Linked DNA regions of Hordeum vulgare: region 1 is linked to region 2. The links are chromatin contacts, called in public Hi-C maps. All regions are on one chromosome and are shown on one strand. The core of a region is the stretch at or near the end of the contact, and the rest is flanking DNA. Distances in the headings are between cores, read along the strand shown. Region 1 holds the start of LOC123445057 (dual specificity tyrosine-phosphorylation-regulated kinase mbk-1-like). Region 2 holds the start of LOC123445042 (selT-like protein).

Evidence for each region. A called contact is a pair of places that touch in the nucleus more often than the background predicts.
Region 1: a contact with region 2 is called in a Hi-C map of seedling, with 4 times the contacts expected there. The contact joins the promoter of LOC123445057 here to the promoter of LOC123445042 in region 2. A contact is called at or near these places in 4 of 6 Hi-C or Micro-C datasets (leaf and seedling).

Annotation. Positions count from the first base shown.
Region 1 is chr1H:458,486,261-458,492,118 of MorexV3_pseudomolecules_assembly, forward strand. It overlaps LOC123445057 (dual specificity tyrosine-phosphorylation-regulated kinase mbk-1-like), which reads left to right and starts at 1,835. Exons shown (of 8, transcript XM_045121986.1): 1 at 1,835-2,245; 2 at 2,484-3,068; 3 at 3,433-3,733; 4 at 3,825-4,104; 5 at 4,438-4,545; 6 at 4,865-5,143; 7 at 5,730-5,858. The coding sequence starts at 1,981.
Region 2 is chr1H:458,348,753-458,354,264 of MorexV3_pseudomolecules_assembly, forward strand. LOC123445042 (selT-like protein) reads right to left here and starts at 2,622. Exons shown (of 4, transcript XM_045121960.1): 1 at 2,330-2,622; 2 at 2,139-2,212. The coding sequence starts at 2,557.

The DNA.
Region 1 (5,858 bases), core at 585-3,084, 140 kb after region 2:
TTCACCCTCACCCTTACATAGTCACCACGGATGTTGCCGTTCACACGCATCTCCAGAATTTCGCTAGCATCTTTTAGAAGTTTCTCAACAATTTCCTTCTTGCAATAAGGATCCGGTAGCTTGTGTATCTGGAGCCAGATAGGCATATGATCGACCACGACATCCTCTGCTTTGCTAAAACCACCATACGAGCATAGTAGCACCGCCATGTTACGAAACAACCATGGGCCTTGCAGCATTATGCGTTCCCAATCATCCAAGCATGATGCATGGACACCGAATCTGGCCGGAATTTCACCCTTTGCGCTGGGTTCCATGTCGCCATCATATCCTTGTAGAAGGCAGCTTAAGAGAAGTTCTTATCAGTGTGAACCCTAGAAAGGGCTAGCCACCTATCACTTTCCTTGATACGTGGATCGTCTTCGCCAATCTCCACACTTATTGGTGTGCTGCCAGGACCAGCGAGGGACGTCGATCTGGCCAGACTCCGAGAGGTAGGACTCTGGGACGATCGGATCGCCTCAGAGGAAGGAAACCCTAAGCGTATTAACTGAATAGTATTATTTAATTTGGCTTGAACAAAACACATTGCACATTCATTTCTTATGCGCATGGAAAAGAAAGTTAAAAATGGCCTGATTAGTACAATAAACGAATCGCGCGGTAAGCATGATAGGTAAAACAAAAGCATATTGAAAACAATACCATTGTATATTACTCTCTCCGTTTATAAATATAAGTTATTTTAGAAATTTCATTAATGGACCATGTACGGAGCAAAATGAATGAATCTACACTCTAAAACATATCTACATGCATCTATATGTAGTCTTTTAGTGAACCTGTATAAAGACTTATATTTAAGAAATGAGGAAATAGTAAAAAATGCCATGATATTTAAATAGATAGCCCGTCCCCGAACTACTACCATGACAACGAAAGTCTCCAGTGCGACGTCGTTTTTACTGGACGGTACGCCTAACCAGACGAGAGTAAAAAAAGACGCACCTGCCATGTTTTCCAGGTGGTATTTTTTTTGACGGGGATGTTTCATCAGGTGGTAAACAAACATTCATCAGGTTTTGCATTTGCGCTGCCCTCTACTGTAGCCCTTCCATTCCTTCCATCGCACAAAACCCACGCGCCCCCACTAGGGGCTAGCTAGCCCGTAACGCTCGTCCACCAAACCGAAGAGAAAAATCGCGCGCAATTATGCAGCAGCAGCATCGTTCATTGATCCATTCGTTCAGCGACCAGCCAGTGCACGATCGCACGGCCGCCGCTCCGGCGTGGTACTACCATACCATCGCACAGCCCGGCGAGGACGCAACGCAATTATGCTCTCGGCTGCTCGCTAAAGCCGGAGCAGGTGCGGTTCCGACGGTGGGGCCGCGGGGTTCGGGAAAGGGTAGCGCGAAGGGAATGAAGGAAGGCCGACCTGCCGGCCCTACCACGGCAGGCAGGCAGATCTGACGTCGTTGCCGCTGGACGCTGGTAGATCGGCCGATCCGCCGTGTCCGTCACGAGCGAAGGAGGAGCGCAGAGGATCCGGATCGGCGGAGGGGGGCGGGGCGGGGGCGGGGGGCGTCCAGCGCAACAGCGACTGACAATAATGACGGCACCCGCGCCCTCCACGTCGGATCGCGGGGTGCAGCGCCACCCACCGCGGCGCCCATCGTCGACAGCGGCGCCCGGGCCGACGCCGACATCGACACGCTGGCCCGCGGGCCCCACCCGTCAGCGGCCCGGCCCGGGGCCCGCCCCCCCTGAGGAGGCGCTGTCGTGTGTGCGGCCGAGTTGGTTGGTTGGATCCCGTGCGGCCTCCCCTCGCTCCTGCCAGTGCTTTGCTTCGCTCTCGTCGCGTGCCGCGGAACCGGCTCTCGCCTCGCCTCGCTTCGCTTGGCTTCAAATGGTGGTGCTGGCGGCGGCGCGGGGTCAGCGGCGGGCGCACGTGTGAGGGAGGGAGTGGGTTCTCTGGCCATGGCGCGTGGCGCGGAGGAGGCCCTCGGCGTCGCGGGGCTGGGGTTCCCCGCCGACGCCGCCCACGGCCTCGCGCTCCGGAACGGCGTCCTCGCGGGGAGGGGAGGCGACGAATCCACCGACTCCGACGACCCCCGGCTCCCGCCGCTGCGGCTCGGCGCCTCCTACTCCGCCTCCGACGGGGCCGGCCGCGCGCTCGCCAGCCCTGGCTCCAGCTCCTCCTCCTCCTCCGACGCCTTCCTCAGCACGACCTCCACGCCATCAGGTACTGCCTGCGTGCCTGCGTCGCACACCCACCCCAATGCGTTGAACACCCCTAGTCCTCGGCGCGCGCGGCCTCCCGAGAGCGGGGCGTGTGATTGACCGATGCTGCGAATCTCGATCTCCGCGCGCCACTGGGTCTGGGAGACGCATGCTTCAACCTCGCGTCTGTGCCTTTGCTCGAGTTCTGATCCGAGTTTTGTCGCTTCTGTTTCGGTTTGTCTGTTTTGCTTGGAGATCAGGCCTGCTGAATCCGTACGGGGCATGGTCGCCGACGCGCGCGCCGTCGGAGGCGTCGGAGTTCGGCACGGCGCGCGAGTACGACACCACCGACCTCTTCTTCGGCGAGAACTGGCTCTACGACGACCTCCTGTTCCACCGCGAGCCGGAGATCAGCGGTAATAGCGGCGACGGCGACGAGGAGGACAAGTTCATTGTTGGCCACGACGTCGCCGACAGCAGCCGGCTCCACTTGCACAGAAAGGGCAGTGCAGAGACTGGTGGGTGCGCCGAGGTGTATACGTCACCGCCCTGCAGCTGCTGCCACGGGGAAACGGAGCATAGGAATGGTCGGGAGTCCGTGAAGGATTCTTGGTCTGCTGTGTACGGCAGGTATCAGATCATGGATGACCTGACGGAGGTGCTGGATGAGTGCGGCGCGGACGCGCTTCAGTTCAGGCGCAATGCCAATGACGATGCCACGCACAAGGTCGGTCCATTAGTTGATTCCAGGAGTGGAGATAACCAGGATTTTGATCTAAGTGCGCTGGAGAAGGAGCTTCAGATGCTCAGTCCGTACTTGTCTGAAAACACGGATGCTGCTAACAGTAAGTGCTTCTGCCCCCTTTCATATTCCTCAGGATCATTTGGCACGTTTCACAGAATTGTTTATAACAGGCTTAAAAGGATTCACTCGGTGTCGTTGTATTTGGATTGTTTTCTGAAGAGATTATGTTTTGTACTAGCACCTGACTGTCGAAATTCTGGAACAGTAGTATGTGCTTGAATTATGAACCCAAAACAAACTTGAATTATGATGTAATTTTGCTGGTTAATCTGGTGTAGTTTTTCTGGTTGATCCTGATTTGCGTACCTTTGTAATGCCAAAATTCATTACTCATATGAAGTGGATTTATTTATTTTTGCTTGTGGACTGGTTGGTTCCATTCTGATTTTATTTATCTTTTTCAGACCATAAGTTTGACCATGACTTCAGAGTAAATGATGGACTAGATATTGACATTATAACAGATGACAAAATTGTCGATGACAAAGAATTTCTAAAGAATAGTTACAGCGTGCATCCTTTTCCTGAGATTGGTAATCCTGAAGATATTTATGAGATGGAAGACTTCGGGCCAGCAGATACAAATGTTCAAAATACTACTCATAAAACTGCCGAAGGTCCGAAAACGGATATGGATCTTGCAAGCGATATTTTTCATCAAGAATATGAGGAATTTGAGCTGAGGGTTTTCCACCGGAAGAACAGGTTTACTATCCAATTCCTTTTCTATTTATTTCTGCTGCCAAATAATTATTTGAATATACTCCTATGCTCATGTGATAGGCTTTTCCTGCAGGACTGGTTTTGAGGAAAACAAAGATTTCCCTATTGTGGTAGATTCAGTTGTTGCCGGAAGATATCGCATCACTGAATATCTTGGTTCCGCTGCATTCAGCAGGGTCGTACAGGCACATGATCTTCGCACGGGAATGGATGTCTGCCTTAAAATAATTAAAAACGACAAGGATTTCTTTGACCAGAGTTTGGATGAGATAAAGCTCCTTAAGTTTGTAAATAAACATGATCCGGCAGATGCACATCATATATTGCGCCTTTATGATTTTTTCTACTATCAGGTATTGATATGGCCTCATGGAGATACAAATCGTTGGCTTGCTTTTTACACCATACCTTACAATGAAGAGTCAAATTGCTTAAAAAAAAGCGATATATGCTTCCAAGTCTTAGCTCCACAGTGCTTAGAAGCTTTGGTGTATTTGCATGATTTAGATATAGTTCACTGTGATCATATTCTTCCACTATACCTTTCCTGAAGTCTCCTGTTTCAGTATGAGCTGTTCTTTTTATGCAAGATGTGTGATTCAGTTATTGGCCTGTTAAATATTAATCCTGGCATTTTTATTTCATTTTTGATGTCGTATAATGCTGACAGCTGAAACAATCAACAGGAACATCTTTTCATTGTCACCGAATTACTACGGGCAAATCTATATGAATTTCAAAAGTATAACCAGGAGTCCAGTGATGAGGTCTACTTTTCATTGCCCAGAATACAGGTACCTGATTATTACTTCCTTTTTTCTGAGAGCATCTCTGTCTGTTCTTCTACCAAAGCGCTCTCTGTAACCTTTTTGCACATCTTCTGATTTTATTAATGATGTAATCACTTGCAATTAGTGGCACCATATCAAAGCATTTACAGCTGACCTTGTATACTGTAGCTTTAAAGGAAGATATTTATGTTTCGGTCCTTTTGTTCCACTTTTCTCTGTGTGATATTTCTGGGAAGTCTGGAATGTACTTTAAGTATAATTAGTTATTTCTTGAAAATATAAAAATACCTACTGAAACAGGAGATCTTCCCTTCATTTTCAGGCTATAGCTCGACAGTGCCTAGAAGCTTTGGTGTATTTGCATGATTTAAATATAGTTCATTGTGACCTGAAACCAGAGAACATCCTTATGAAGAGCTACAGCAGATGTGAAGTCAAGGTTATTGATCTTGGAAGCAGTTGCTTCTTGACAGATAACTTAAGCCTATACGTCCAGTCACGTTCTTACCGTGCTCCTGAGATTATTTTGGGTCTTCCATATGATCAGAGGATTGACATTTGGTCTCTTGGATGTATATTCGCTGAACTGTACTCTGGTGAAGTAAGTTTACCAGTCGACTTATAAATTTCCATCTGTTTGGTTTATATGACATCTGTGAGGCACATCGATATACATTTTATCTACAACTAAATGAATATTGGTCCAGTTCAATCTCGAAAAAGAAATGTCCTGTTGGGGCTAGTGTTTGGTGCTTGTTTAACCACTCACTTCATTCCAAGAAGACTGCAAGTCTGCAACATGCTTGAATGCTATAGCTCTTCCGCCCTTCACAGGTTGAGTAGGACCTGTTTTGTGGTCTTAAGTTGAACCAGGAGAGTTAATTCTAAAACGCATGACCATATATTTCTGTAGAATACTACAGTCTAAGCAAAGAAGAACCTTCTAGTAACATTGCACATACGACAGGACTATCTGTTGATCTGGCATGAATTGAAGATAATGCGTCTATATTCTTTGTTTAAAAAACTAGAAAAATAAAAACAGAGCATTATCGCACCCTCCAGAGTAAAGTTGAGGAGTTAATGTGATGTCTGGTACTGGTAGAATCACATCTATCTGTATCTAATAGTCATGTTCTTCTATTTCTAGAGAAGTAGAGACTGAGGATGCTGGCTACATGTTACAGGTGCTCTTTCCTAATGAATCGGTGTCAACGATTCTTGCTCGGATAATTGGAACAATTGGCCCAATTGACACACAGATGCTTGCGTTGGGACAGGAGACTCAAAAGTACTTTACAGAAGAACATGACCTT
Region 2 (5,512 bases), core at 1,372-3,871:
AATATATAAGTGAACTGAATAAAGGGAAACAAGGGGAACATGGCACAGCAACCATCATGGCATTGTTCTCTTAAATAAAGTTGGTAAACCCTTTCTGAGTTTCCTTGGGCACACATGCCAAAGAAAATAAGCTAAAGTAAGAATGACATTTTTAGAACGTCTTAGTACTTTGTAACAGAATGACACTAGCGTAGAATTTTTGGAGTGCTATTGATGTACTTTTCAAACTCTGCAGTAGCATGGGCCCAATCTTCCTAGAAACTAAATATGATCTGTGTACCTACCATTCTAATTGTGTATTCCTAACGTTATAATTAATGAATGGCAGCATACAAAATCAGTAAGGGTGTTGGAACTTGAAAAATCGATAGTCTAAAGAACATGCTTTTTTTTGTGAAAGAAGTCTACAGAACATGCTGTCACAGCAATTTTCAAGATGTGCCATGTAGTTTACATAAAGCGTGTTTAACACCAAGGTAAAGGGGTAAGAACAATACAGCAAATCCTACCGACCTACGACTGGAGAAGATGTCGTGTCGTTCATTATCACTTGCTAGAGACAAGAGAAGCTAGAACAGGAACTGCTCGAGACGGATAGTATCCAACAATCATCAAGTTAAATCTCAGCTGACCTGAAGCTACAAACATTTTAAGCAAATGCATATGCTTACTGTCAGCTTATATTAAATGAATAATGTGTGCTCTCAACATTGCCACCCATAGCTGAACTCAACCTTCACTGTGCAAACCAGATGAAGGCAAGGATATGGCATCATGCTTACAATGTTATCATCATTAATAGTCTAGACTAAACAAAGAGTTGAAGACTAAAGTAGAACTCAAACAAGTGTGAATATCAATTTTCCTTTGGCACGTTATATGAAACAGATAGCCAGCTGGTGTGGGGCAGATTAAGAAGTGGAAGGGTCCAGCAAAATGCAGCTCATGTGGTTTGGAAGAGGAAGTGAACCACATCTTGTTTAGCCTTTTGCTTGCCGACTAAGTCTGGATCAGCACCAAAGTTGATTACGTATTTTCTTCTTTTCAAGACTCTAGCCGTGTCAGTTCTTTTGTGGGTCAGTTCTGGGCCTTTTTGTGTTAGCTGTAAAATCAGAGCTGGTCACCCCAGAACATCTTCCCTATCCCTGTACACTGTTAGCTTTATAACCAAGCCAGCGAAACCAAATAGAACAAATATGATAGTTTGGAATAAACTGTGTAATTACATGTAGGAGATTGGGGACTAGAGCATAGGTTGGGACTCAGGAGGATAACCCAGGGAGATGAGAGATTGATAAAATATAAACTCACAAGAACCATCACATTGTTGTTTACGAGTTTTCCCTTGTTTTACTTCTTGACATCAGAAAGACATACAATTATCTCCTCACCAGTAACCTACATATCGGTCTGCTCAAACCACATCCGGAATATAGTTCCTATTCCACCATTATCTATGTACTCTAGAAGCAAGATTGGGAGGCATCCCTACAACACAGTTTTGAGGTCCTCATGGCTTTCGTTGTCGAAGAGTGAAAAGGATCTCACGAGTACTCCAATACTCCATACGTCAAACTATATTCTTAAATCAGCCCTTATATAGGAGCACTTGCTTGATCCCTGAGTAATGACCAAAGGATACTAATTCGACCTCTAATTCTAATCCAATCTCTTTCATATTTAAATAAAATTCCATATTTATTCCAATAGAAGCTCTTACTTGATCCATGTACTACATAACAGTGTCTGACTTTAAATGTTCAACAAAGCAGTAACACTGTCACCAGAGCATTAACGTTTCCATTGACAATAACTGCACCAGTTCCCCACTACTAGTTTATTACAACTGTATTAAGCATTCGGCATTAACAATTGCTAGTACTCCTACTATTTAACAACCACCAATGACACTGGTCGGTTTTACTGGAGTACCAAATAAACCACCTCCTAAACCATTTTACATGGTAAATCGGTCCGTCTATTGGTGTATGGTCAACTAAGGCAAGCACACAACAATTCCAAAAACTCAGTATCCGCTATTCTACGCATATGTCCAGTTGATCCACACACGCAAACTAACAACACCAATTGAGCGAGCAAGCAAGCAACCAACCAACCACCGGTCCGCGTAGACTCACTTGTACGAGCAGGAGGCGCAGAATTGCAGCTCCACAGTCGTGCCGAATCCAGCTCCTCCGTCCAGATTGGGCTTCTGGGGTATCACCAAAACAACACGTCAGCTCTGCGGCCCAGATCGGAGCGACAGAATTCCGGGCTAGGGTCTTACGACAAGGGGAAAAGGAAATCCGGGCTAGGGTTTACGACCTACCAGTATGGCAGCGGCAGCGGGGTCCGGGTGATGGTGGTGCGGCGGGTGGGGGTGGTGGGGCGGATGCGGGTGGGGGTGATGGGGCGGATGAGGGTGGGGGTGGTGCGGGGGTTGGCCATGAGGGTGGCGGAGGTGGGGAGGCGGCGGCGCGAAGATGTGGGAGAGGTCGGAGATGAAGAGCAGCGCGGGGAGGCCGACGAGGAGGAGCTGCACGCGGTCCATCGCCATCGCTTCCTTCCGGTCACCCACTCTCCTCCGTTCCTTTTCTTTTTCGTGAGACGAAAAGAGGCGGAGCCGGTGCTGAGGACGACGGCGACGAACCACCTTTCTTCGTCACGCTGCCAGGTGGGCTCCGGCGATGCGGGCCAGTGGTGTCAGTAGAGTTCTAACATCCTGCGTGGAAAAGGCCGCGATTCTTTGGGCTTTCCTTTTTCTCTCTCTCAGGCAGGCCTCGAATCTTTGGGGGTGGCGGAGGGTGTGGGCTCGGGGGCTAGATGGATTGGATGCCGTCGGCCTTCTGGGTTTCGCTAGCCCGTGACAGCCCACGTACGTTCTATTTTTTTTTTTTTGCGGGGAATTGTTTTTCCCCCTACACGAAACGTGCTGCGTTGGGAGTTTGGGACCATCGGTCCGATCCGTCCAACTCTGCGACACTCGAGAGCTACTCGAGTTGAGCTGCAGCTCACTCTCGCCGGAAAACAAAACAGAAAAAATCTTGTGGACCTCTCTACGGAAAGAGACACCGTCATCAGCTAGTACTAAGCAGCCTTGCAGCGTAAGGGAAACGTCCCATGATGAGCAGGCAGGCAGACAGGCTGAGCTTTCTCGGGGTCAATGTCTGTCGATCAAAGTTTGGCCCGGATCGGTTTGGTAAACCACCTCTGGAATCTTGGGTTGGAAGCTCACCAAAGTCTTTACCGGCAGGGCAAGAGTTGTAGGAGTACTACTCACAAGGCTCCAGCCTCCAAGCTGTGTGTTCGCCTAACAAACTGCGGAATCGCGACAGTCAGGCTTAGGAAACCGAGCTCTCGCCTTGGTGTTTTTTACTTTACGTGATGATGATATATATAGTATGCTCGAATTGCTCCGAAGTTGTCCACGCCACAGGTTTTACGTGGGTATATAGGTAGCTAGCAGCGGTTCGACGGGTTAGCGCGCGTCACTTGAACAGCAGCAAAAATGGCGCGCGTGCCTGCCTGCCTTGTTCTCTGCCGAAACAACGTGTACGGGCGGGCATACGACGAATGCACCAGCCCGCTCCGGTCGAGCAATGACAGGCGAGGCCCGTGTTCAGCTAGCTCAGCGGTCCTCTGTAGCTCTGGTTCAAACCCGGCCCGTAGAGCTTGCAGAGGTTTTGAATGGTTGAGTGCACCAGGGCACACCACACCGCACGTAAGTTTAGAGGGCTGCTCGATGTGCGGGCCGTCCATGAGCAGCTGGGCACGTCAGGTGCAGCTCTTTCTTTCTTTCTTTTTTGGAAAAAAAGGCAAAAGCTTTGCCACGTTTCATTAATTAAGAGAGAGTTTATGCTTCTTACAAACCCTAAGGCCATCACATCGAAGACAAAGAACCTACTCTCCCGACATCAAGTTACTCAAACGTCTATCATCCGTCTTAACCCAAACACGAGCCTCTCGACGAATCCGATTAAAGATAAATCCCCTAGTCGCGAATTTGTTGTTGAAGACCCCGTGTTCCGTCTATTTCAAATCTTTCAAATGACTAACATTGCTACGGACGGTTGTTATGGTTTTTGACCATAAAATGCTTTCACCCAATCGAAGACATTGTTAATGCCCGTCCAAAGGTAGCATGAAGGTGTAGCTTAGAGCAAGTACAATGGTATAGCGAGCTGACTCAGCTCTATTGTACTTGCTCTTACGTGGTACCTGTGGTGCATGGGCGCGCGTCTCGTCGGGCCAGCATTTCGGCCGTTCCGCCGTCTCGTCTCGTCGTCCGCGCGCTCCCCGTGAAATGATTGTCGTGTTGTCTTTTTTGCTTTCGCCGATCGTGTCGCTCGCAAGGAAGGAGCACGCATGATGGCGTGCAACCGCTCGCAAAAGAGGAGGCGCGAGCCGGGGCCGGCAGGTGGCTCCATCCATGACCGTGCGTGCTCGGTGCATCCTACACGCACGCACTGAACGTCCATCGCCGAGAGAGAGGGAGAGGGAGGCTGGCATACTGAATGGGACGCGGACGCGTACTACGTGGTCTGATCTCGCCACGGTCCCCGCGGTTTTCACGAGAATTACGATTGATCCTGCATGAAATACGCGGCAAAAGAAAAAAAGGGTCCGGACGCGTGGACGTTTTATTCGGCTCGGCCAGCACGGAATCGTCCGTTTTCGGAGGAATATTGTAGGTGCAGGCGGGCAAGCCAGAACCGGCCGCGACCGCACTGCAGTGCTAGGCTTGGCGTTGGTCTTGTCACCTTTGTCTTCTTGTCCTCTTGCTGTACAATGAACCCGTTTACAGATAACATTTCATATTTGAGACGCGTACTTCTCAAGGAGGTGGGGTCAGATAAAAGCATTCATGAAGAATTCTACAGTCTCACCACCCGAAATGCCTGCTGCAGCTCGACCTACATGAAACTCAGTTTTTTTAAGGGGAAAAAATGAAAAGTCATTTATTTATTCTTGAAAAAATACACATGAACCTAACTATGTATGCTACATCTCTGCAATCTTTCATGACGAAATACATGAAAGCTAAAAAAATACATTTCTAGCAGATGCACTATTCACTATATAAAGTACATAATTTCTTTTTGTGCGGCCCATACCAAAGTGCATTTCATAATGAAATTTTACATAAATGAAGTATACAACTATATGTTCATGTCTATTTTTTCCACACTTTTTTTAAACTTCAATTTTTTTTTCAGAAAATGAACTCCAAAAGCCCACTATTGATTGATTTATTTTTGGAAATGGCAAATATGCACAATAAACACAAGGACGCAAGTCGCCGATACTTAAGTGCACCTTTCGCGGTTAGGCCCAACCAAGAAAGCAAAGTCTAGTTAATGCTTTGACAAATTCTGGTAGCAGCTGATGGACATTGAAAATCAAGATTGAAGATCCTTTGCACATGGTCATGACAAGGTGTGAATGTACAAAAATGTCTCTATTTCTAATTAGGCAGTTTGTAGCCGATGTTTACCGGTCTTTTTTCGTCTCT